2 separate regions of the Canis lupus genome follow, and region 1 is linked to region 2. The links are chromatin contacts, called in public Hi-C maps. All regions are on one chromosome and are shown on one strand. The core of a region is the stretch at or near the end of the contact, and the rest is flanking DNA. Distances in the headings are between cores, read along the strand shown. Region 1 has its middle 43 kb from the start of ATP6V1C1. Region 2 holds the start of AZIN1 (antizyme inhibitor 1).

The links. Hi-C and Micro-C count contacts between places; a contact is called where the count stands out from the background.
Region 1: a Hi-C map of blood shows a contact between it and region 2, with 1.8 times the contacts expected there. The contact joins the enhancer-like site here to the promoter of AZIN1 in region 2. A contact is called at or near these places in 3 of 9 Hi-C or Micro-C datasets (amygdala and blood).

What each region holds. Positions count from the first base shown.
Region 1 is chr13:4,597,483-4,605,088 of UU_Cfam_GSD_1.0, reverse strand. No RefSeq gene overlaps it. Among named protein-coding and RNA genes, the nearest start is that of ATP6V1C1, 43 kb to the left of the region's middle. Within about 2 kb of position 3,693, at least 3 of the 20 cell types and tissues checked have an H3K27ac peak or open chromatin away from gene starts, as enhancers often do. A contact at or near this core is called in blood, where this site is marked.
Region 2 is chr13:4,526,047-4,533,752 of UU_Cfam_GSD_1.0, reverse strand. AZIN1 (antizyme inhibitor 1) reads left to right here and starts at 6,029. Exons shown (of 12, transcript NM_001291425.1): 1 at 6,029-6,367.

The sequences.
Region 1 (7,606 bases), core at 2,444-4,943, 74 kb before region 2:
GAATCCCTGTTCCTCCACAACAGGGACTATTTTATCTGCTTCTGCTTATCTTCTTATTACTAATTCTTATTGCCTCTTCCTGAGTATCACACTGGTCCCATTAAACTTCCATATTTGTGATATAGTTGCTTGATGTTCAATTACACAAGTGCTCACCTTCTGTAAACACACACAAGTTTGTTTTTGCAGCTGCAGCACCCCTGCTGCTCATTATGCTGAGCCAGATTTCCTAGGTGGGAAGTGCTGTTGCTGAACTCAGCATCTACCCTGGAGATATCACACTTTTTCAGGCCTCTTGGCCTAAGCCACACTCCTAGCCCCCAGTTGCATGGCCGGGGGTACTGATGACCCTGTGTCTCTGTTAGCTGACCAGCTGGAAGGCTCCCTGACATAGTTCTAGTTCCCTGGTCAGTAGTGGTCTATCAGATGGTCACGTACCTGCTATGTGTTATGGTGATGCTCCACGTACACGCTTTTATCCTCGTGAGTGGTCCTGTGTTTTACAAAGGGGTGGTGAGTGTGAGAGTGTCTGCAGAATCCCATATCATCTCTCCTTCTTTCTTATTTTTTCCCGTTTTCCTTACCCTTCGGTATTTGGCATCAGAGTCAAACATTTATTACCAAAGACTGCATTGCCCAGCTCCCTTAACTTTTGTGCCACCAGCAGGTGGGGTAGCAGAGGCAATAGGAGAGAGCTCAGGAGGTGAGCGCGGGGTGGAAAAGTCCACTGCTGCTTCAGTCCCTCTCAGCCTAACCTCTGAGCCAACAAGGAAATTTGGCTCACTTCCTCCCACACAAGCTAACCCATGTCTCTGCCACACTGGAATGCAGTGGTTCAAAGCATGAACCCTAGAGTCTGACCACCTGATGCAAACCTTGCTTTATCACCTGCCAGAAGCGTGACCTCAGTGGGATTGCCAGATTTAGCAAAAACAAACAAATGCAAAACAGGAGACTCATTTAAATTGGTCAGATAAACTATGAATACTCTCTAGCATAAGTACCTCCCATGCAATGTTTATACTAACCTATTATTTGTTATTTATCACATTTAACTAGCTGTTCTGTGTTTTATCTGGCAACCCTAGACCTCAGGGAAGTTTCTTCACTTCTCTGTGTCCAAATTTCCTTATCCAAACTTGAGAATAATGAGGCTGTCTACCAGAAAGAGTTGTTATCTTGAGGATTAAATGACATATATAAAACCTGCCTAAGGCACACAACTAATAAATGTTATGCGGATATTCAACATGGTATAGTGGAATGCATGGACTTGGGAGTAACGTCACGTAAGACCAGATTCAATGTGACCTTGGGCAAGTTAAGCTTCTAGGTGTCTCAGTCCCATCATCTACAGAATGGGGATAGAGTTCTTACCTAATGTTGTTGAGAGGAGTAAATAAAACTATACCTGGAAATCATTTAGCACAATGCCTGGCTCATAGTGAATATAACCAATATACAGTCATAAGAATACCATCCTCACTCCCTTCATAAGCCATCTTTTTTTTTTTTTTTTTTCATGTAAGCTTTACTCCTGACATGGGGCTTCAACTCATGATCCCAAGATCAAGAGTCACATGGTCTACCGACTGAGCCAGTGAGTCGCCCCTCTGGGAGTTACCTGTGCTATGAGGCTTTTCCATCCTATTCCAATAAGCACTGATTTCACTTCCCCTGAATTTCTGCAGTCCTTGCTGATTTTACCAGCAACGGAACCCTTGACTCTATCCTGCCATGCACTGTTTGCTAACTGTTCCATTTAAGGATGCCTTATCTCATGGGTCAGATCCTGGACGGCTCTTCATTTAATTTTTGCCTTTGGTGCTGGACACCATTTTCAGTACCTATTTTTTGATTGATTTTTTAGTGCCATCATCATGGATGTGAGGACCAAAAGAGAGTCAAACTTGCATATCCAATGATCTACTTTCTCAGGTGGGCAGTGCAGACTCTCTTCTGCACGTGGAACCCCTGGAGAAACAATACAAAGTGTCAGGGCTACCACTGTCATGAGCTTGATCAAGCAAACCCTTACGTTGCTTGGTTTCTCCAAGTCTCTGGCAGTGGTAGGCTCCTCTCAAATCCTGCTGGTTAGGCCTAAGACATGAAGATGTTCAGCATATGGGTACTGAACAGATCAATGATAACACATTGGAAACCGCCTCAGTACCTTAAGAAGGGACAAAACCAGGAGGTTTCAGTACATCAGAATAGGGTAATGATAGTAAAACCTCTATACCAGTGATTCTCAACTTGGACTTAATATTATAATCACCAGGAGAGCCTTAAAAATGACCAAGATTCTGACTTAGTTGGTCTGGGTGGGGGAGCCTAGCTATCTGGAGTTTTAAAAGTTCCCCAGGTGACCTAAATGGGCAGCCATGGCTGAGAAACTCTGCTTATACTGCTTCAAATGAAAACCAACAACCTGCCTAGTATGTGATTTTTGCTTAGTATGGAATATGAAGTTGGCAACAGGTTGAGACCTAAATACTTTTTTTTTCTTCTGGACAGTAGATAAAACAACTCTAAAATGACTTGATGTTCTTCCAAATTACTGTGTAATTAACTATCACTGAACAAACTTCTGGAAAGGCTTTGCCAATGACATATTCCTATATCCTGTTCAGCGACAAATGGAGAGCCAATTTTCCAGTGTGGGGTAAACTCTGGTTTGTGGGAACTGATTACTAAAATCACCTGGTAGCCCATGAAGGCAAGAGCCCGGATCACAAAACTAGACTGTTAGAGCTGGATGGGACGTAGGAGCAGAGCTTTCTGCACTTGAATATGCACACAAATCACCTGGGGTCCTGTCAATGCCCACCTGCTGACTCAGTGGATCTGGGGGGAGGCCTGGGAGTTTGAATTTCCAATAAGCTCCCAGCTGGTTCCAGGACCACATTTTGATAGGAAGGCCTTGGAGTAAATTTGCCTTATGGAGCTTTTAAAAATTTCTGGTGCCTAAGCCCCAACCCAGACCTAGTGAATCAGAATCTCTAAGCATCAGCATTTTTTCAAAGTCCCCCAACTGATTCTAATGTGTAGCCAAAACTAAGCACCACCCACCTGGCAGCTGAGGAAATTGAGGCCCATAGAGGTGAAGAGGTAAAAGAGCCAGCTGAGGATCCCTATACTTTGAATCCAGCACCCAGCACAAAAATCTTCTTCCTCTTCCTCTTCCATTGAGACAGAAAGTAGATTAGCAGTTGCCAGGGCCGGAGAGAGAGGAAGGAAATGGGGAGTGACTGCTAAAGGACACAGGGTTTCTTTTGGGGGTGATGAGAATGTTCTAAAATTAGATGGTGGTGATAGTTACAGAACTCTGTAAATGTACTAAATGCCACTGGGTGGTGCACTCTAAATGGGTGAATTTTATGATACGTGAATCATATCTCCAACTTTTTAAAACTTCCACTTCTATCATTTTCCTTAATCTGATTAAAGAACTTCTAACAGCAGCAGCAGCTGGAGGTGGAGGGGGGGAGGGGCAGAGTGTATATTAAGAGGCTGACACCTGCTTGAATGAGGGCTAATTCAGGGGTGTTTCTAACTGAGCTTGTTCCTTCCATACCCCATTAACTACCACATTTTTAAGGCATCCTGGGGTCTTCATTCAGTATGGGCTTTCAGTTGCAGGGTGAAATTTGGGGTTGAGTCATCAAAGTTTCAGTCTGTCAGGTCACAGGCATCTCAAAAGCAGACCTCCTACACTTAGTGAAAGAAGACTGTTCTATGCAAATGAGGGTTGCCATAAAATAATTTCCTTGGCTTTTCACTTCAGAAGACCAGGAAATAGGAAGTGAAACCTTTTTTCCATAGAACTCATCACCAACATTTTAACATATTTATGGTTCAAGCATATTTATTAATCAGTAGATTAAGTAGATTAAGTAGATTTATAATAAATAGGTGGAGGGTGATAAACACTCAGCAATCTGTTTGTAAAAGTGATTAAAAGGATATATCCACCACTTTAACAATAAAATAAGGGAAAGAGATCCTGAAATTCTACATTCTTACCCTCTTCATAGCAAAGAGTGGAGAAGTTAGGGATAAATATCTTCATGGGATCTGGTAGGGTCTCCTTTTTCAAGTTTACCCAAAAGGGGTTTTAAATGACTCAGGCCAAAATAAGGTTCCAGAATATTCCATGCCCTGAAGGACATTCTATTCTACCAGTTAATTCCTAAAGTTCAGTTCTAGACAGGGAGTTATTCCTCCAGTCACTGGACTCAGACTAATTGTTAATCCACACACAATTTCAAGGCCATTAACCAACAGAGGATTTCTTTATACACACTCTTCAAAACTTTTCTCTTAGGAATAGGAGGGTGAAAGGAGAAAGCTGTAATTATTCTTTCATTGCTTCAGTGAAAATGGAAAGTCTTAACTGATGTGAAGGCAGGAATTCAAAACCATTTATTTTTTGGGAAAGGATCAAAATCCCTTTCAGTTTACAGGATGAATTTCCCATCCACTGAGGCTTTTTTTTTTTTTTAATTTATTTATGATAGTCACAGAGAGAGAGAGAGAGAGAGAGGCAGAGACGCAGGCAGAGGGAGAAGCAGGCTCCATGCACCGGGAGCCCGACGTGGGACTCAATCCCGGGTCTCCAGGATCGCGCCCTGGGCCAAAGGCAGGCACCAAACCGCTGCGCCACCCAGGGATCCCCCACTGAGGCTTCTTAAGAAGTCTGCAATACAGGGGTGCCTGGGTGGCTCAGTGGTTGAGCGTCTGCCTTTGGCTCAGATCTTGATCTCGGGGTCCTAGGACGGAGTCCTACATCAGGCTCCCCGTGGGGAGCCTGCTTCTGTTCCTGCCTCTCTTTCTCTCTGTGTCTCTCATGAATAAATAAATAAAATCTTAAAAAAAAAAAAGTTTACAATATAGGGGCACCTGGGTGGCTCAGTCAGTTAAGTGTCCAACTCTTGATTTCAGCTCAAGTCATAATCTCAGGTTCATGCCCTCAGGGTTGTGAGATAGAGCCTGCTTAAGATTCTCACTCTTCCTCTCCCTTTGTCCCTCCCCTGCCCCTCTCCCTACTCTCTCTCTCTCTCTCTCTCTCTCCCTCTCTAAAAAAAAGTCTGTGAGATAAGCCACATTTGTTCTGTGGCATCTTTTAACCTAGATAAAAGACACATGGAAAGGGTTTTTTTTTGGGGGGGAGGGTGGTGGTTGTTGACTTTCTTTCTGGGAGAAAATAGAATAGGTCCTTGTTACAGGCCAGTAACTTTGGCACTACCAAAGTTTGGTAAAAACTTACTTTTTGGTAAAAGTTCAGAATTTCAGGTAGCTCCCCAGAATGACTACATCAGAACCTGCACTTTAACCAGGCCCTAGGTGATTCATATCACACTAAAGTTTGAGAAATGCTAGTCCAGGTCAACTTTGTTGAACTTGGCTACACATTCTAATTACTTGGGAAACTTTTAAAAGTCCCAGTCTCTAGACCAAGTAATCAGATCAGACCAGGCATCAGTAGCATCAGTATATATATATATTTTAAGTTTCCCAAATGATTCCAAGGTGCAGCCAAAACAGAAACTAATGGTCTAGGTCAGGTGTCAGCAAACTTTTTCTATAAATAATCAGATAGGAAATATTTTAGGCTTCATGCGCCATACTATTTTAATCACAACTTCTCTGCCATTGTAGCAGGAGAGTATCCAAAGACAATATATGAATGAATGAGTACAGCTGTATTCCAATAAAACTGACATTGGACATTGAAACTTGAATTTCACATAATATCATGTGTCATAAAAAAATTGTTTTGGTATTGTTTCAACCACTGAAGCACATAAAAAACATTCTCAGTTTGAAGGTCATACTGAAGAAGCAGGTGACGGAGTGAGATTTTGCCCTCCAGCCCTGGTTTGCCTGTCCCTTAACTAGGTCATTTTCTTAACCAAAGGGAGGAAAAACCCCTGAAGACTTTCACTTTAATTTAGACTGATGCCTAAGACTGAATGTCAACCACCAAATACCAATTAGCATTCCAAAGCAGTGAGCTTGATTAGAATGCTCTGTCTGCAGAGGACACCTGGGATGCTCCTGGGATGCTCCTGGGATGACCCAGGTGAATAAAGGAAATCAATAGGCGTCCTCCCACTCAACTGCCACTACTCAGTTTTAAAGATTTTGGTTCACACAGCTCAGTATCAATCCAGGCTTGTTGTCTGTAGGACATTTTATTAGTTGCTTGGAGGAGCTTCAAAGGAACTAAAGAGAGCCAAATTCCTGTCTTCGAAAATCCTGAAAGGTAATGGGTGAGAAGACAAAAGATACTGTAAGAAGCTGGGCATATATTATGATCATATTATGTTTATTTTTTCTTGCTAGCGTTTTCATTCTAAATAGGGAAACTGTTACGTGAGCATCTGGATCATGGTCCTCTATCAGATTAGCAATGTGCTTTAATTGGATATATTCATGCCTGTTTTCTAAAGAAGTGATTCATAGACTTCCACAGCAGTCAGGGGGAATAAGGGTCATTTAATTTTCTTCCTTGTTTCAGCCTTGGTGCTGTGTTTTGTGTGTGTGCACTTCTGCTTTAGGAATGATTTAAAGCTGAGGTGTATCATTTAGCATTTCCTTTTCCTTTAAGATTTAGATTTGCCATGCATTGTTTCCACTCCCAGCCAGTTCCCATAGATCCACTCAGCAGCAGAGGGGCCTTAGATCGGTCCTACAATTGCCTGGCCTCAGCCGCCTTCTATAGGTTGCCTCAAAAGGCTCTTTCTAACTTGCTTTTAACCCTTTGCTGATGATTTCAAGAAGGAAGTCTCAATTAGCTACTAGTTGCCTTTAAGACTTCTCTAACACTTGCTACTTTTAAAAAATTTCTAATTATTATTTTTCTTAGTAATCTCTACCCCCAAAATGGGGCTAGAACTCACAACTCCAGAGATCGTCTCATGCTCTACTGAGTGACCCAGCCAGGTGCCCCACTTTTTTTTTTTTTTTTTTTTAAGATTTATTTATGGGATGCCTGGGTGGCTCAGGGATTGAGCATCTGCCTTTGGCTCAGGGCATGATCCCTGGCCCAGGATAGAGTCCCGATCCTTCATTGGGCTCCCTGCGAGGAGCCTGCTTCTCCCTCTGCCTCTCTGTGTCTCTCATGAATACATAAATAAAAACTTTTTTTAAAAATTTGCTTCTTTGAGAGAGAGAGAGAGAGAACACAAGCAGGGACCCAGATGCGGGCTCCATCCTAGGACCCTAGGATCATGACCTGAGCCCAAGACAGATGCTTAACCGCTTAACCAACTGAGCCACCCAGGTGTGCCCTCCCACCTACTGCTTCTTTTTTTTTTTTTTTAAACGTAAGATAGTCTTAGGGCTCAGGGCGTATGGTATCCAGCTGGAATTCAATAATAGTATCTTTATAGTACGGTTTATCTTTACAGTTAGCAGCAGTGAACTATCCATTTAGAGCAGTGAAATGCAGTTTTCAAAATGAATTGATGTAATCATGGTACAAATATATTTAAGTTTATAAAAGTAAACTGATTTTTAAAAATGCACCACAAAAAAGGAATAATTATGTGATGAGCTCACACATAAGGTGGTAATCATGTTGCAAATATAAATGTATCAA
Region 2 (7,706 bases), core at 4,780-7,279:
CATCCAAGTCACTTGAGAGAAGTAAAATGCTGACCCATATGTAATGACATACACAGCCACTAAAATGAAAATAGAAAAAAACCTGCTTTTCCCTTACACAAGAGTCTGAATCTGGGCTCCATCACTCTTTGCTTGCCAGGCTTACCCTTCAACAGGTTAAATGATCCTGTGGACAAAGATGGGTGATGGACATGAACAACTTCAAGTCAGTGCTGGGATGCAGGGGCACAGAACTCTACTGACCTGGTACCTAAATTTTGTGAGGAAAAAAATTAAACATGACAATAAAAAAAATCTCTTTTCAAATCATATCATTTTTCATCGGAGGTGTAAATCAGCCTAGGTAAAGCTCTAAACAACAGATATTTAGCAAATAAAGGACTGCACCTTATATCTACTCCATTCAAGGAGAGAATGGTATATAATCTGAAACCCTACTCTACAAAGTAATTTGGAAACACTTTTACCCATTTTCACTAGCCCAATAGCACCAGATTCTTAAGAAGCAAGTTAGCTTTTTTCTTTTTAAGATTTTATTTATTTATTCATGAGAGGCACATGGAGAGAGAGAGGCAGAGACACAGGCAGAGGGAGAAGCAGGCTCCATACAGGGAGCCCGAGGTGCGACTCGATCCCGGGTCTGCAGGATCAGGCCCTGGGCTGAAGGCAGTACTAAACTGCTGAGCCACCGGGGCTGCCCACAAGTTAGCTTTTTACAAGACTATGAGTGTACCAAAATATGTGGTAGACAACTGAAATATCATGTTTTTTTTTTGTTTTAAGATTTTATTTATTTATTCATGAGAGATACAGAGAAGGAGAGAGAAGCAGAGGCACAGGCAGAGGGAGAAGCAGGCTCCATGCAGGGAGCCCGACATGGGACTCGATCCCAGGACTCCAGGATCATGCCCTGGGCCAAAGGCAGTCACTAAACCACTGAGCCACCCAGGGATCCCCAAATATCATGTTTTAAAATGTGAATGTTTGGGCAACCCTCTTGGGTCCCTTCCCTCTTTGGAAGCTTTATACTATCTATCACTCTAATATCGCTCAATAAGCCTTTGCTTCACTGCCCACCACTCTTTGGTCTACCTCTTCATTCTCTGAAGTGGTGTGACCAAGAATCACGGGCACTGAAGGAGGAGCAAATCCTGTAACATTTTATGGGAGGTCGTCTGGGATCTCAACCATTAAGGACAGCTAACTAGCCAGTCTGGGAAGGCCCATATACAGTGATTTTTGAAGCCTGGATCTACCATTCCAGAGTCAAACCCTGGTCCCCAATAGGGCCTAACAATAAGGAACCAGAAACACTTCTGTGAATCCAGAGAGGACCTTGAACTAGTGGAAGCAACAAGAAGACACATGTAAGTCTTCTTAAACGTAATGTTTAACTGATTTATGCTAGGCTATGCTCCATCTTGCATTGTGCTCTGGGACTTGCCTCCTAAATGCCTTAACCCACTTTATATTTTCCAGAATAAAGGTCATCAAAATCCAAATGGTGGAGTCTCACATGGAGGTCAAACCAGACTTCTACAGGGGATCCCTTGACAGGCTAGAACTAGAGGGATCCTGACTGCTGCCCCATCCAATACCCTGACACACCCACTCCTATGCCAGCAGGAAGTAGCTATGATCAGATGTGAGCCTTTTCCCGTAACAGCAGTTAGGGTTACAGTTAGTGGGGAATGATGGAGGATAGTTGGAAGAAAGGCAGGCAGGGACAACCCCCCCCCCCCCCATGCCAGGAGGAAATAATCCTTAAAAGGATTTACACCACCCTGGAAGGAGACCTCTACCCTTTCCCCTTTCCCACGTGATAGATAACAAAAATCTGATTGGATGACAGGTGCAGGGAGGGTTAATTAGATTAAAACAGCCCTTCAGCAAGTCCATAAAAACCCTAGACTTAGAAACTCCAATGACAACCCTCTTGGGCCCTTCCCTCTTTGCAAGCTTTGAGCTATCACTTTACTATCACTCAATAAACTTTGCTATGTTGCTTATCAAAAAGAAAAAAAAAGAATGTGAATGTTTGGGGCATCTGGGTGGCTCAATTGGAAGAACATGGGCCTCTTGATCTTGAGGTCGTGAGTTCAAGCCTCACGTTGGGTGTAGAGATTAGTTAAATAAAACTTTTTTAAAAATGTGAATGTTTTAATTATTCAAAACCTATATATTTTGACTGTGAAAACTTGAACTGTGGAAATATTATTTATACATCATAGATTAATTAAATTATTATGTACTTTTTTTACTATATATCAGTTTGAAAATGTTATTTTTACAAAGTATTCTTTAAAATGCTTGAATTTCAGAGTATTACCATTACCTATGAAACTTAACATTAAAACTTTAAAAATCCCCAGAAAACACCCAAAACAAAAACTATATATTTTGTTTTCTATATAATGAGTACTCAAAGAATGCACTTTAGCAATAAAAATGCTTATTAAGCTCTCTTTAAAGATTCCCATTAAACTGGTATTTTTACTCTTGATTATAATTGGGCTCTACATTTGTCATATTTATATATGTGATAACAAGATATTTTTATTATAGGCTGTTTTTAGGTGTACCTATTGTTTTTGAGTGACTTGTTTTTATCATCAATCTAATTCATTCCAACTTTTATAACTATTGGCACAAAAGCAAGTAAGTTTGAATCAATGGACCAGGATGACCTAAGTGTGAATGGTACTGTATCACTTTATCTTAGAGCTTTCTGTTTAATAATAATAGTTTCCCTGGCACTACCTGTGTTTTTATATATGAGTAACCTAACTTGGCAAAAAAACCAAAACCTCAAACCCCAAACACAATTAAATATGCTGTTCTCATTAGGGAAGCTATCGTTCTGTTAAAGTTATATACTATGTTGGCTAGTCCACTGCAGTACAATTTTTAAGGTTCTATTGTTTTCCTCAACTACAATAAATACAATAGTGCTAGCTGCATTATTCTTTAATTTTGAATACACAAACACTAATCATGAGGGCGTGTCGTTTGAATAATAGATTGTTGAATTGCTTCATAGTATAAATGATGTTGAATTAGGCTCAGGTCCAGTACCTTCCACTTGATTTTTTTTTTTTTATTTTTATTTATGATAGTCACAGAGAGAGAGAGAGAGAGAGGCAGAGACACAGGCAGAGGGAGAAGCAGGCTCCATGCACCAGGAGCCCGACATGGGATTCGATCCCGGGTCTCCAGGATCACGCTCTGGGCCAAAGGCAGGCGCTAAACCGCTGCGCCACCCAGGGATCCCAGTACCTTCCACTTGAAAGAGTGGTCAACATCCAATGACTTCACCTCAGCTACTCCTCACTCAAATTTAACTTCTGTGCCTCCCACTCCACTGAAATTACTCAGTTAAAAGTCACAGATAACTTCTTTTCAGGCCCTTATCATTCTTGATGGATCATTACAATAGCTTTCCAAGTGTTCTCTCTGCTTGTAGCCCTCCTTCTTCCTATCTTCACAGTCGTCTTTTTCTGAAATTCAAACCACTCCCATGATTGAAACTTTTTAGGGATAAAAATCCAAACTTAACAGGAGATCAGAGTTTACCCATGATTTGTCACTTGCCAGAATCAGAACCCTCTTCCCATCCTGTTTGAGTGATAAGACATCTTAATCACTTTTTCTATCTTGGAACACCATCCTTCTTACATGGCTTGACATTGTACTATGGTGATTCTCCTTCCACTTCTCTGGCTGGTCCTCTTGGTTTTCTCTGCCAGCCTCTCTTCTCTCTGGCATTTCTCAGGTTCCTGTACTTACATCCCTTTTCCTGTAGACCTCAACATTTTCTTAATCATCATGTCTATAAGAAAGGCTCCCAAATTCATAGCCCAAAGGGCTCCAGATCTCCCTATTTCCAGGGGCCTTTGGACCATCTTTACATGGATATTACAATAACAACTTCAACTATGCTCAAAGCAGTCTCATATTCTTTCCTCCAAACTGGGTTCTTCTATTTCTACCTATGTTCATAATTCCAGAATCCTCCCTGTTAATTAGCTTAATATACCCAAATCATTTGACACCTTCTTATCTCTCTTGACATTCAAAGATTACCTTCTAGCTTTCTATGCCTTTTCTCTCCCATCCATTCGGATCCCCTTAGCATTCTTAACTTTTTAAAGAGTCCCCACACTGTGTCTTCCAAACTTTCTACCTATTTTTAATCCCACTGATACCAGAATAATCTTTTGAAAACATCTGAGTATATCGTGTTCCTGCTTAAATGGTTCCAGAATAAAGTCCAAGCTCTGATCATTTCTCGATCTCACTGTAACCTACCTTTTCTATCTCATTAGCAACCAGGCCCCTACACTGGAGCCAGAAAGCCCACTCACAATTCTCTAAACTGGCTCATTTCTGTGCCTTCTCTCACTTGTTTCCTTACCTAGAATATCTGCTCTCAAAATCACTTTTTCCCAATGTTTGGAACATCTGCTCTCAAAATTTATCACTACCTTTCCGTAGCAGCCTTTCTCTCAGCTGCAATGATTTCCTCTCTCCACTAGGTTCCACATTGCATATCACTTCTCTGTAAAAAAATTTATTTTGTGTAGTTGTCTTATTTCTCCTGCTAGATTGTAAGCAAGATTTCAAGTAGTGTATTCATCTCTAGCCACCTCCTTCCACCAGGGGGTTTAGTAAAGTGCTGTGTTTCTAAATGTTCTGAATCAAAAAGAATTTTTAAGGAATGAAAGAAAAGTCAAGATATAGCAGAGTGAAATATAGAAAAACAAAATTAGGGAGCATCCACAGCTCCCAATTTTTACCTAATACTTTCCTCCAAAAGCCTACATTTCAGCTTTTCTATCTTTCCATCTAGGAAGGCTATTACTCTTCTTTTCTAATTTATGATTTATTAATCAGACACAGTGCTGCTCACAAAGTAAATTGAAGGTGGGGAAAAACGAACGAAGAAAAAGGTCAGGGTCTTAATCTCATAGATTTTAACTTGGGAGGGATGTATAAATATACATTTCATTTATGTCATTGACTCTTGATTCACAAGGAGTTAGCATGAGAGGACTCAAAAGTTTCTGATCACTAATATGAAGACATTTTTAAAAGATGAGAATAAATTAAAAGCTATGTAGGTCATATTAGGTTCCCCAGTTTAAAAAGTTTGTTATGAAGTGGAGGATTAAAGTATCGTGCGTTTGTAACATCAGTAATCCTCTCACCAACACTGACCCTTCATTAACAAGGGCTGGGTGTAATTGCACCAACCCTTTAAATAATGACATAGAGGCCACACTCCTTTAAAAAAAAAAAAATCCTACTGCACCATGTTGTAACATACGCGCACTGGGGACATTTTCACGCGGTCAGGAGGCTCTCGGTAACCTCACCAGCGCTGGGCCCATCCATCCCGGCCATTTAGGAACTGGCTTCCACGGAGGAGTGCGCTAACTCACCCTGGGAGGGCAGTCCCCGGGCACAGCCGGTGGAACCCTCCCAAAGCGTCGCGCTCTCGAGGGGCGGAGCTCCGGCGAAGGCCCTGCAGGCCTCCCTTAGAGCCTCCCCAGGCGGTGCACGCGAGCCGCTGCCCCCGGCTCAGCACGACTCTGGAAGTCGTGGCCGCCGGGGCGCCGAGCCCAACTCCCACCGCGCCGGGGCCAGCCGCAGGCGGGAGCGTGGGCGCCCGGGGCTTGCAGGCGCGGGCGACGCTGCGCCCCGGCCCCGGCCCCGGCGCGTCCCTTTCCCCTCGCCCGCCCCCGTCCGAGCGCACGGGGCTCCGCCGGGTGAGGAGCGACGGCCCTCGGGAGGGCGGGAAGCCACAGGCGTTGGGCACCTGCACGCAGGGTAGCCCGCACCGCCCCCTTTCGCCCCCCACCCCGCTGCCCGCGCCTCACGCCTTTCTCTTCCGCTCCCTCCCCTCGACCCGGGCCGCAGCCCTGCTCCGCCCCGCTCGCGCGGCAGCCCGGCCGGCTGTGACGTCATCAGGCCCCGCCCCCTTACCATAAATACTGGCGTCTCCGGCGCCGCCTTCCCACACTCTCTGGCTTTTCGCTCGGCTGCGGTGTTTCCTTTTTTTCCCACCTCTGCCTCTTTTCATCCTTTCTCGGTCTTCGGCTCTGCAGCGTGACGAGGCCGAATCCTCTCCCCACCCAGCCCTCGCCATTCTTCTTCTACCCGCGTTGTTGTTCTATTTCTCCCTTCGGCCGCCGCCGCCACTGCTGCACAGCTGGTGTCGGTGCCGCGCTTTTCCCCCCACGTCGTCCCCGCAGCCTATGGCCCAGGCCGCCTTGGGTATTTCTGCTCAAGGTAACCACATCCCTCTTTAAAAATTCCGCCGAAAAAGAGAAGACGCTTTACCCGACTCTTTGGGCCGTTATCTCACGTGAGTACCGACCCGAGGGGCGCGGGGGCGCGGGGCCAGCCTCGGGGAGCTGCCGGGTGCCTGCCGGCTGGGCCCCTCCGCCCGACCGGCGGCCCGCAGTGCCCCGCGGCCGGCTGCCGCGAACATGGCGGACGGCGGTGTGTGTGGCGGCGGTCGGTGCCGGCGCGGCGGGCTGGGGTGGCGGGCGCGCTTCGGGGCCCTCCGGCGGCCGCCGGGCGCTCGGCGGAGCGGGAGCCGCCGCCGCCGCCGCCGCCGCCGCCGCCGCCGCCGCGGTGAAGGTGAGGGGGCGTGTGCGTGTGGGGGCGCTCGTGGGGGTCTCCGCCGGGGGTCGGCGCAGTCTCCCGGCGGCGTGCGGCCCCCACCCCTCTCCCGTGGTGCATTGCTGTTTCCGGGGAGGGGGGCCGGGCCGCAGCCTTGAGGGGCCTTGCTCCCGCAGCCCCCGCCCGGAGCCCCGTCGCCTCCGGTAACCCCGCGGGCGGCGCGAAGGGTTGCAACGGCTGGGGCCCTATGAATGGAGCGGGGCGGGCCCGGCGGCGGCCTCCTGTGACAGCTGCCGAAGGAGGACTGGTTCTTGGGGTGCGGGGAGTGCGGCCCCCCTCTGGTGGAGGAAAGTTGACGCCACTCGAGGCCCGGAGGCAGGGAAGCCCCGGTGTCAGGTAGCGAGGGAGAGGCCTTTGGCCCCTTCTGGAAGCCTCGGGGCTGCTACTCCGCCCCCTGCGGCGCTCCTGATTGGGCCAAGTCGCCTTCACTCACCCCAGTCACCTCCTGGAGCCTGAGGATTAGTCACCATGGCTTCGTTTTCCCGTCCGCGCCACGATTCCTGGGCAGTGAGAGGGAGAACGGTAGGCTTGGGTGGCTTATCAAGTGCTATTTTGACTGCCAACAGGAATGATGGTGACGTGTTTTAACTCTTGCCCAAAATATTTGAGCGTGTATGTGTCTTGGGCTAAACTGCTGGGTCAGAAACCTGAAGTCGGGGACACAGTTTATAGCCCTATGATGTTCAGATTTAACTGGATTTTGTGGTGGCATCTTGGGTCTTTTAAGATGTTTTCTATCCCGTAGTTTTTCGACCTTTAGCCCCCAGCTTGGGTGGGAACCTGACGACTCTTAAAAGGAGAGAAGTGCTGTGTGGGGGGAAGAATCGATGGGACGAACCTGGCAGAAATATGGCTAATGATTGTCAGGCAAGGCCCTGATCTTTATTATTATTTTTTTACAAATGTGAGAATGCAGATCATGGTCATGAAGACAAAGAAGCCCTGAGGAGTTTACATTTAGTAGGAAAGATTGGCTCCTAATTAAATGAGTTACAGTAGGTGCAGTGATCACGTAATCG